Linked DNA regions of Bicyclus anynana: region 1 is linked to region 2. The links are chromatin contacts, called in public Hi-C maps. All regions are on one chromosome and are shown on one strand. Each heading gives the region's core, a stretch centred on a gene start, on an enhancer-like site or on the middle of the called end of the contact. The rest is flanking DNA. Distances are from core to core; before and after follow the strand shown.

The links. A called contact is a pair of places that touch in the nucleus more often than the background predicts.
Region 1: a Hi-C map of whole larva shows a contact between it and region 2, with 2.3 times the contacts expected there. The contact joins the enhancer-like site here to the promoter of LOC128198117 in region 2. A contact is called at or near these places in 2 of 2 Hi-C or Micro-C datasets (whole body and whole larva).

The regions. Positions count from the first base shown.
Region 1 is chr5:3,575,866-3,579,848 of ilBicAnyn1.1, reverse strand. All of the region lies in intron 3 of LOC112048448 (rho GTPase-activating protein 23), which reads right to left. Among protein-coding and RNA genes, the nearest start is that of LOC128198118, 72 kb to the right of the region's middle. Within about 2 kb of position 1,963, at least 4 of the 8 cell types and tissues checked have open chromatin away from gene starts, as enhancers often do.
Region 2 is chr5:3,496,266-3,500,674 of ilBicAnyn1.1, reverse strand. LOC128198117 reads right to left here and starts at 2,496. Exons shown (of 2, transcript XM_052881754.1): 1 at 2,080-2,496. The coding sequence starts at 2,363. The region is part of intron 3 of LOC112048448 (rho GTPase-activating protein 23); the gene reads right to left.

The DNA of each region.
Region 1 (3,983 bases), core at 714-3,213, 80 kb before region 2:
AATCTGGTCCGGGGCATGCACCTCCAACTTTTCAGTTATATGTGCATTTTAAGAAATTCAATATCACATGTCTCAAACAGTGAAGGAAAAGCATCGTGAGGAAACCTGCATACCTAAGAATTTTCTTAATTCTCTACATGTGTGAATTATCTAATCCACATTGGGCCAGCGTGGTTGACTAAGATCTAACCCTTCTCATTCTGAGAGGAGACTCGTGCTCTACAGTGAGCCGTTTATGGGTTGTTAATGATGATACCGTAATTTACAATAGAACAACCAACAACGTGTCTTACTCTTATCACCCGCCGCAGTTCGTTAAGCTTCTAAGCCCATTAGGTAAATGAGATTTCAACGGCGTATTTATCTACGATCGAAGCGAACAATGATCTTTGTTCCTACAGTTGCATACCATTCAGTAGTAAGTTCAGTTTTTTTTAAAATAATATTTGCCATATCTTTTATAATATGACCAATATTCCCATTCCCCTCCTAACTAGTCGGGAAAGACTGTGCTAGGAGTGGGTACGACAATAGACCAACGGGGTGAGGATTGAACCACCACCCCTCAGTGATGAGTCCAACCGCTCTTACCGTTGAGCTATTTAGGCTTTTACAAATTTAAATAAATAAATATATTTGAACAATACATTTATCTAGCCCCAAAGCACGCTTACTTTAGGGCTAGATAAGAAGATAGAAGAAACCATCCATGGTCATCACAAAAATATTTTTCCTGTTGTAGATCATGTGAGTACACTAGTTCAATACCAACTGAGCCACTGCACCAGTTCTGAGACTCGTGCTCATCAGTAAACCGAATATGGGTAATCATGATGATGATGATGTAAAACACAAGTATCGATTTTGCAATTCTGAAGAAAAACAATGCTACTAACACATTTTTATATAGACAGACGGGGCGACGGGGGGAAACAATGTGCCGGTGTGAAACCGTGCGTGCGGGGAAATGAGGTGCATCAGTCGTGGATTTTTTATTCATCGCTACCATCGGACCATCGGGAATGTTACGAACGAAGTTGCCAAGCTATAATCGTCTTTATTAAAATGTTGATCGCAATAGCTTTTTTAAATATCGAGTTTTCGTGATACTTAAGGGAAAACAAGAGAAATTCATCAAACAAAGTTATAAAGGCGTAGACAGGCTTGTTATTGAACATGACGTAGAATGTTGATTTTTATTACGTCAAATAAACCTTGCACGTGGCTGAGTACCCTTGTATCCTTCTGCCATTTAACCCAAGACCTTGAGATGTCGTCAACCCTTTCACTATAAATATTCATTGTATATCTTATGTTACAAATTCCTGAAACAGGGATGGTCTAAGGCTTCTTTATTTAATAAATAAAAAGGAGTATTTTTATTATTAATTATTATTCTATTAAAAACTAAGAAAATTACTCTATATATATTTTTACCACGACATATATCGAGAAGTCCCAAAGTAATTGAAAACTTTTTTAAATAAATTGTGATATTGCACTTAGCTGCAAAATCATCCGATTAAAGATGAACATTGAACTCCAGGTTCGTTTGATAAGATTGGTTCTTGAATTGAGACCACGTTGCAAGCTTATATCTGCCGTCAATCAACATAGTACCTATATATTGATCCATTCTGAAGGTGTGAAATTATATCTCGTGTCTACATTCGTGTATGCATTACGATGCATTGTTGCATGTGTTCTTAGTAAGTGCTCCAAGTGAAGTTGCTCTTGTTATAGGCGGTTTTCCTCTTCAGAACAAATGAGCGAACCACCTGTTCAGTCAACTATGACACGTCATATAAAATGTGTATTTCATATTTTATCACAGCCAGCAACCCTGACGTCACCCCGAGTAGAGCCTCGTAAAAAGTTATCGCTCCCTATTTTGCGGCATAAATAAATACGAGCAGTAAATAAATGTCCGGTTAATGCCAGCCGCATACCACCCACCGGAACCACTTTCTTTGACGTTTACATTTTTTTTTTGCTGCAACTACGGCGGAAGAGTTGAGCGTTGAGTGCACTTACGTTCAGCCGTAAATCCGCAGTTTTTTTAACAAGTTTAATAATTTTAATTGCGTCTGCGAATTTAACGATTTATGCTCATAAAATTTTACGATCGTTGAAAACGTTCAAGTTTTCCAACAGATATACATCCCTACATCACCCTACATCATATAGTATTAAATGAAGTCGTTTCCGCTGTATGTTCGCTTAAATATTTTAAACTATTCAACGTATTTTAATGCATATCAGAGATTTTAAGCAAAGCGGCTACTTTATAGCTTATAGATATCTTGTAGTGGGAGCCGAGCCGCCGAGGGAGAGGTGATAACCCAGTGACCTCTGCCTTCGGGTGTGGGTTCGAATCTGGTCCGGGGCAACTTTTTAGTTGTGTGCATTTTAAGAAATTAAATATCACGTGTCTCAAACGGTGAGGACACCTGCCAATATAATACCAGAGAATTTTCTTAATTCTTTACTTGTGTGAAGTCTACCACTCCGCATTGGGTACCACGCACCACCAGCGTGATGGTCTATTAGTCTTATCCCTCTCATTCTGAGAGGAGACTCTAGCTCAGCAGTGAGCCGAATATGGGTTGATAAGGATGATGATGATCCTGTAGTAAAGACTAATCATAATATTGGTATTTAGGTACATAGCACACGTGCGAATCCAGGGCTGGTCGCTAGTATATAAATAAACGTAGACAGATGTTTGTGTGAACGGGTTGAGTGGCCGTTAATTGATGTTTGAATAAAATTATGTAAATAATTCAATTTGCCGTGGAAATTGCAAACAGACCACTGCCGTCAGTGTATACGTAATCAGGTGTAGAGCAAACAGTACGTACGGCTTTTGCTTTCTTTGTCAGCTACTTCAGAACTATTAGCACAGTAGCATGACACAAGATCAGCCGTAACTATCTCGAGAGCGCATAGAAAAAAACTTCTTCAAATATAAATTACTAGCGGACGCCCGCGACTTCGTCCGCGTGGAATTCAGTTTTACACAAATCCCGCGGGAGTCATGGATATTTCCGGGATAAAAAGTGGTCTATGTGTTAATGAAGGGTATTATCTGTATTAATTTTAAATTTAAGCCAAATCGGTAGAACCATTGCGGCGTTACAGAGTAACAAACATCTATACAAACTTTCGCGTTTATAATATTCGTAGGATTTTTTTAATTTTCAAAATCGACACTACAGAGAAAGCAGCTACTGCTATTTTTCTTGTCTGCTAGTACTACATAATCTTGAGCTCAAAACTCACTTTTACGCCTTGGACATGGAACTCATAACGAAATCAGCTTGACATTCTACATCCAAATCCATCCATACTTATTAGTAGAGTTAGTAGAAGACGTCCGCTAAGAATGGATTTTGCGAGAGAGCCGGATTAAGGAGACCTAAATGCGGACGAAGTAGCGAGTATCCGCTAATGACTTACTATACAGATGGCGTGTCTGTAAAAGTGTGGTGGTCAATTCTAAGGGTCCATTTACAGGAGCAGCACGTTGCCAACGGCAGCTGGCAACTGCTACAGACGACTGCAGTCAACTGCAGTCAACTTGCAGTCGCCGACGTCGCGGCGGCAGACGAAGGCGGTCGCCATCTGCAGTCGACTGCCGTTGACTGCCGTCGACTGCCGTTGACTGCAGTCGACTGCTGTCTTCGATAGCACTTGCTGCTCGTGTAAATGAACCCTACAGCTCCATAGAGGTTCTTTACTTTTTTCTTTTTCGTATTGTCAAAGTTCACAATAATCCGCTGTATAAGTATGTTTATCATAAGCAGGTCGTCACAGGTTTTATTCAAATCAAGGCATTCTTAACTCGAATAGACAATAGCAATTCTGTTATCACCTTTTGTTATCTTCGTCTATGAAGTATTTAATTATATTTTTATGTGACTCAATTCTTTACGCATACCAAACTGACCGCAGCCTTTGCGAAACTGTAGCCTGCATAACTG
Region 2 (4,409 bases), core at 1,247-3,746:
CTCGCCGCCCGGCGAGGCCCTAGCAAGTTCCGTTTATTGGTACTGGTTTTGGGTAACTTGATCTGAAACTGTGTGTACTTTTGCCACTTACTTATTATATTTTGTCATTTCAGACAAGAAAATACAACAACGCTGGCGAACAGCAAGGGACACTTACCATAAAGACAAGATATCTGAAAAAAATCAGCCATCCGGCTCTGGGAGTAAGAAGAAGAAGAAATATTCTTACTATGACATTTTGACTTTCTTAGACAGTACAACGGAAACTGCTGGAGAAGAGTCACTCTGTGAAGAAATGTCTGAACAAAGTAATTTAGAAACACCTAATGAGTCCACGCAACCAGGTACTTCACGTCAAGAAAGTTCTCAACTAACATCACAACGTAATTTAGAAACACGTAATGAGTCCACGCAACCAGATACTTCACGTCAAGAAAGTTCTCAACTAACATCACAACGTAATTTAGAAACACGTAATGAGTCCACGCAACCAGATACTTCACGTCAAGAAAGTTCTCAACTAACATCACAACGTAATTTAGAAACACGTAATGAGTCCACGCAACCAGATACTTCACGTCAAGAAAGTTCTCAACTAACATCACAACGTAATTTAGAAACACGTAATGAGTCCACGCAACCAGATACTTCACGTCAAGAAAGTTCTCAACTAACATCACAACGTAATTTAGAAACACGTAATGAGTCCACGCAACCAGATACTTCACGTCAAGAAAGTTCTCACCCAACATCAAAACAAAAACAAGTAAAATCTAAAAAGCAAGCACCATCTGAATTTGAGGCACAGTTATTAGAATGCTTAAAGTCTAATCAACTGGAGCTAGAAAGTGAGGATTTGGCTTTCTTTCAGTCTCTGCAGCCTTCATTAAAAAGATTCACTAGATATCAAAAACTAATGTTCAGAACAAAAGTGTTAAATATAGTTATGGAAATGGAAAGTCAAACACAACCTGCATACTACAGTCCCATACCTACAACAAGTTCTAGTGCTTTTACTGAGCTTGACAGTTTGTCACCGATAAATCAAGATTACCAAACCAATAGTATAATCCAGGATACTTCGAGTCTTAACGACAATGCTATTAGTTCTGCTGCAGTGAATGACAATGAAACTCTTATTTCGACTGAAAGCGGCTTGTTTAATATCACGTCTTATGACGTAATTTATACCCCAGCAACAACATCGTCTACAGGCGAAAGAAATGTCAACGCTCAGGATACAAATTTACAAAGAAATGAATGATGTAAAATTTGATTTTTTAATTTATGAATAAAACTCTTTTTATTAAAATGAGTACGATTAACTTTTTTTCTCCAGTTTCTCATTAATTGTATGTTTAGTCATATGAGTGCGGTTGTACACACGGCACAGATCAAGTTACTCAAATCCAGTATAAGCGGGACTCCGACGGGTTACCTAAGTATGATAATACGCAAGGCGCGAGTTCCATTTATGCTGGTTTTGGGTAACTTGATCTGTGGCCATGTGTACTTTATCAGATAAAAAAAAGGATTGTGTATCCACCTACGTTGAACGTACCAATCCCAAACCAATTAAGGACTTTTTTTGACTTTAAATTACTGTCATGTGCAAACCTATAACTTTTATCTATATTATAATAAGTAGCGTGTGATGAAAGGTAGGAATGATTCCACGTTAATGGTGACATTTTATGAGTAAAATAATCTTATTTTATGAAATTTCAACAATTAATAACCAATGACGCGTTACTTTACGATATTTCAAACAAAAAATCATTATTATACCGTTTATTTAGACTGGATAATTACTAGAACATGTGTTGTATGATGTCTCAATAGTTGACCACGATGGTCAACTACCGAAAAAATCATTGATTTGATTTTTGTTTAACATTTTTGCAGTTGACCAGAGTACATGACAAAATTTTTTTTTGCACATGTAAATTTACACATGACAGTAATTTGAAGTCAAAAAAGTCCTTTACTGGTTTGGGATTGGTACGTTTATCCTACCTGTTCAAATCCCTTTCCACTAAATCATAGCAGGAAATTAAATATTTAAAATTTAAAACTTACCTTAATGTAATAGCGAGCCTCTCAATCGGTTGTATTGTAATCCTTCGTAAACTGCGTTTTTGTAGCTTATTCTCAATTTTACACAACAGTTCATCAAAAGAACGAATGGACATTCGAAAGTAATTTTTAAATTTACGTTCATTATTTTGTAGTTTTCCAAAGTGTGTAACAAACGCCCCAGCAAGAAGCCTATTTTCAAGAAAGGGATCAACATGTACTCTTGTCTTCTTGTTTCGTCGTTTGTAAAGTATGTAAGCGATAGATATTCTTCTGACATTGATCATTTTTGAACACGTCTATACCGTTACGCAGCCCGTAGCAAACTGAAACTCATGCTGCGTATGATCCGCAGCGTGAAATTTTACGCATGCGGTCCAATCCCGCGTGCGTGAGCAAATCCGCGTGACACTAAAAGCGCCCTAATGCCAACATGTTAATTATTGTGACTTGTGCGGCTTTTGCGTTTTATTTACATAATCGTACATCATGCTAAACGCACTTCAAGTCACATTGTGCGGTAACAATGTGCTGGAAACGGCCAATGAATTTTAAGCGGCGGCAATATCAAATAAAATTAAAACGAATGGACACATTGTACGAGACCTACACTAATATACTCGTACGAGTAAGTTCGGCAATTCCCAAATGAGCATTGTAGTTCTTACGGATACTACAAAAATATTTAATAACGATCCTATTATCATCATCATCATCATCTTCATATCAGCCGATGGACGTCCACTGCAGGACATAGGCCTTTTGTAGGGACTTCCAAACATCACGATACTGAGCCGCCTGCATCCAGCGAATCCCTGCGACTCGCTTGATGTCGTCAGTCCACCTGGTAGGAGGTTGACTGAACACTGCGCTTTGTAGTGCGGGGTCGCCATTCCAGCACCTTGGGACCCCAACGTGCATCGTTCTTCGAACTATGTGCCCCGCCCATCGCCACTTCATCTTCGCGACTCGTTGAGCTATGTCGGTGACTTCGGTTCTTCTGCGGATCTCCTCATTTCTGATTCGATCACGCCGACATCAACAACAACAGCCACAATCCCATAAAACCTTTAAAGTTATTATTTTTTTTAATAGTGTCAGAGCTGTCTGTAGAGCTAGTTCAGGGAAGAAATACGAGTATTACTGATGTTTTTCATTTACTGGCGATGTAAATTGGCTTGACAATGTATGCCATAATTTGTCAGTCAAAGGGGAGTGTATTTAAGGAAATATCTCCGGAATATCTACTAAGTGAATAATTATTGTTATATACCACTACTTACTACCATAGTACTTCAAAGTTAATAATATTTAATCAATAAAATCGTAGATTATTTTGAATCATCAATAAGTAATTGGTTTTTATCTAGGCCATCTGATTGTTCCGTTATGTATTACTAAAATTTAGTTATATGGCAACAGCAAAACTTAAAATAAGAAAGTATTGCATATTCCCAGAAAATAAGTCTACTAAGCATTTTAATTCAATATTATTTTACCAATGCAAAGCCACGTTATTTCTGAAGGTCATAGACTATATGTATTGCTACGCACGGGAACAAGTACTACGGCGGTGAATCCGCAGGGCATGGGCTTGTTGCACATAGATGAATTAAGATGCTTGGAAGCCGTTAGATCAACTTCACACAGGAAGTAAAACTATAATAAATTGTAATGTTGTCATCAATAATTGTAAATTATAATATTGTATGATTTTTTTTTAAAGAGCAATTTGTTGAGCAAGCTGTTGATTTTCTTGCCGGTTTCTTCTCAGCAGAACCTGCCTTCCGAACCGGCGGTAGAATCTTTACAAATAGTCAACTGACGTATCAAAAGTACTTGTAAACTGAGCCTACTTGAAATACATGATTTTTTTTTTAAACGCACACTTATGTCAGTTTAATGCCAGTTTTTTCGTCGGAAACATATCCTTTGTAATGACTTTCCTATCGTTTTAGAAACGATCACTGACAACAGTAAATTCATCAAAATCTGTTTAAACACGTTCTGTAACATATAAAATCAAGTTTATTTTTAAATTACTAAATCGAAGAGTTTCCTTCTTTCGAACACACAAAAACACTTCATAAATCGTCGAGAATCATCATCAATTGTAGTCATGTAGTGATGCAATAAAATGTGTTCCGAATCGTGTTTCATTAGATAATCCATCAAGCCACGTAGTAATACGTCTTATCTGCTATATTAATGCATTCTGATAAACACACATTGGAAGCTAAAGGTTGCCGGATAACATATCGGGTTGCGGATTAACATAATTGTACATTCATCCATTCAACATGTATTGAGGTTGCCCTCACTAACAGTTATTA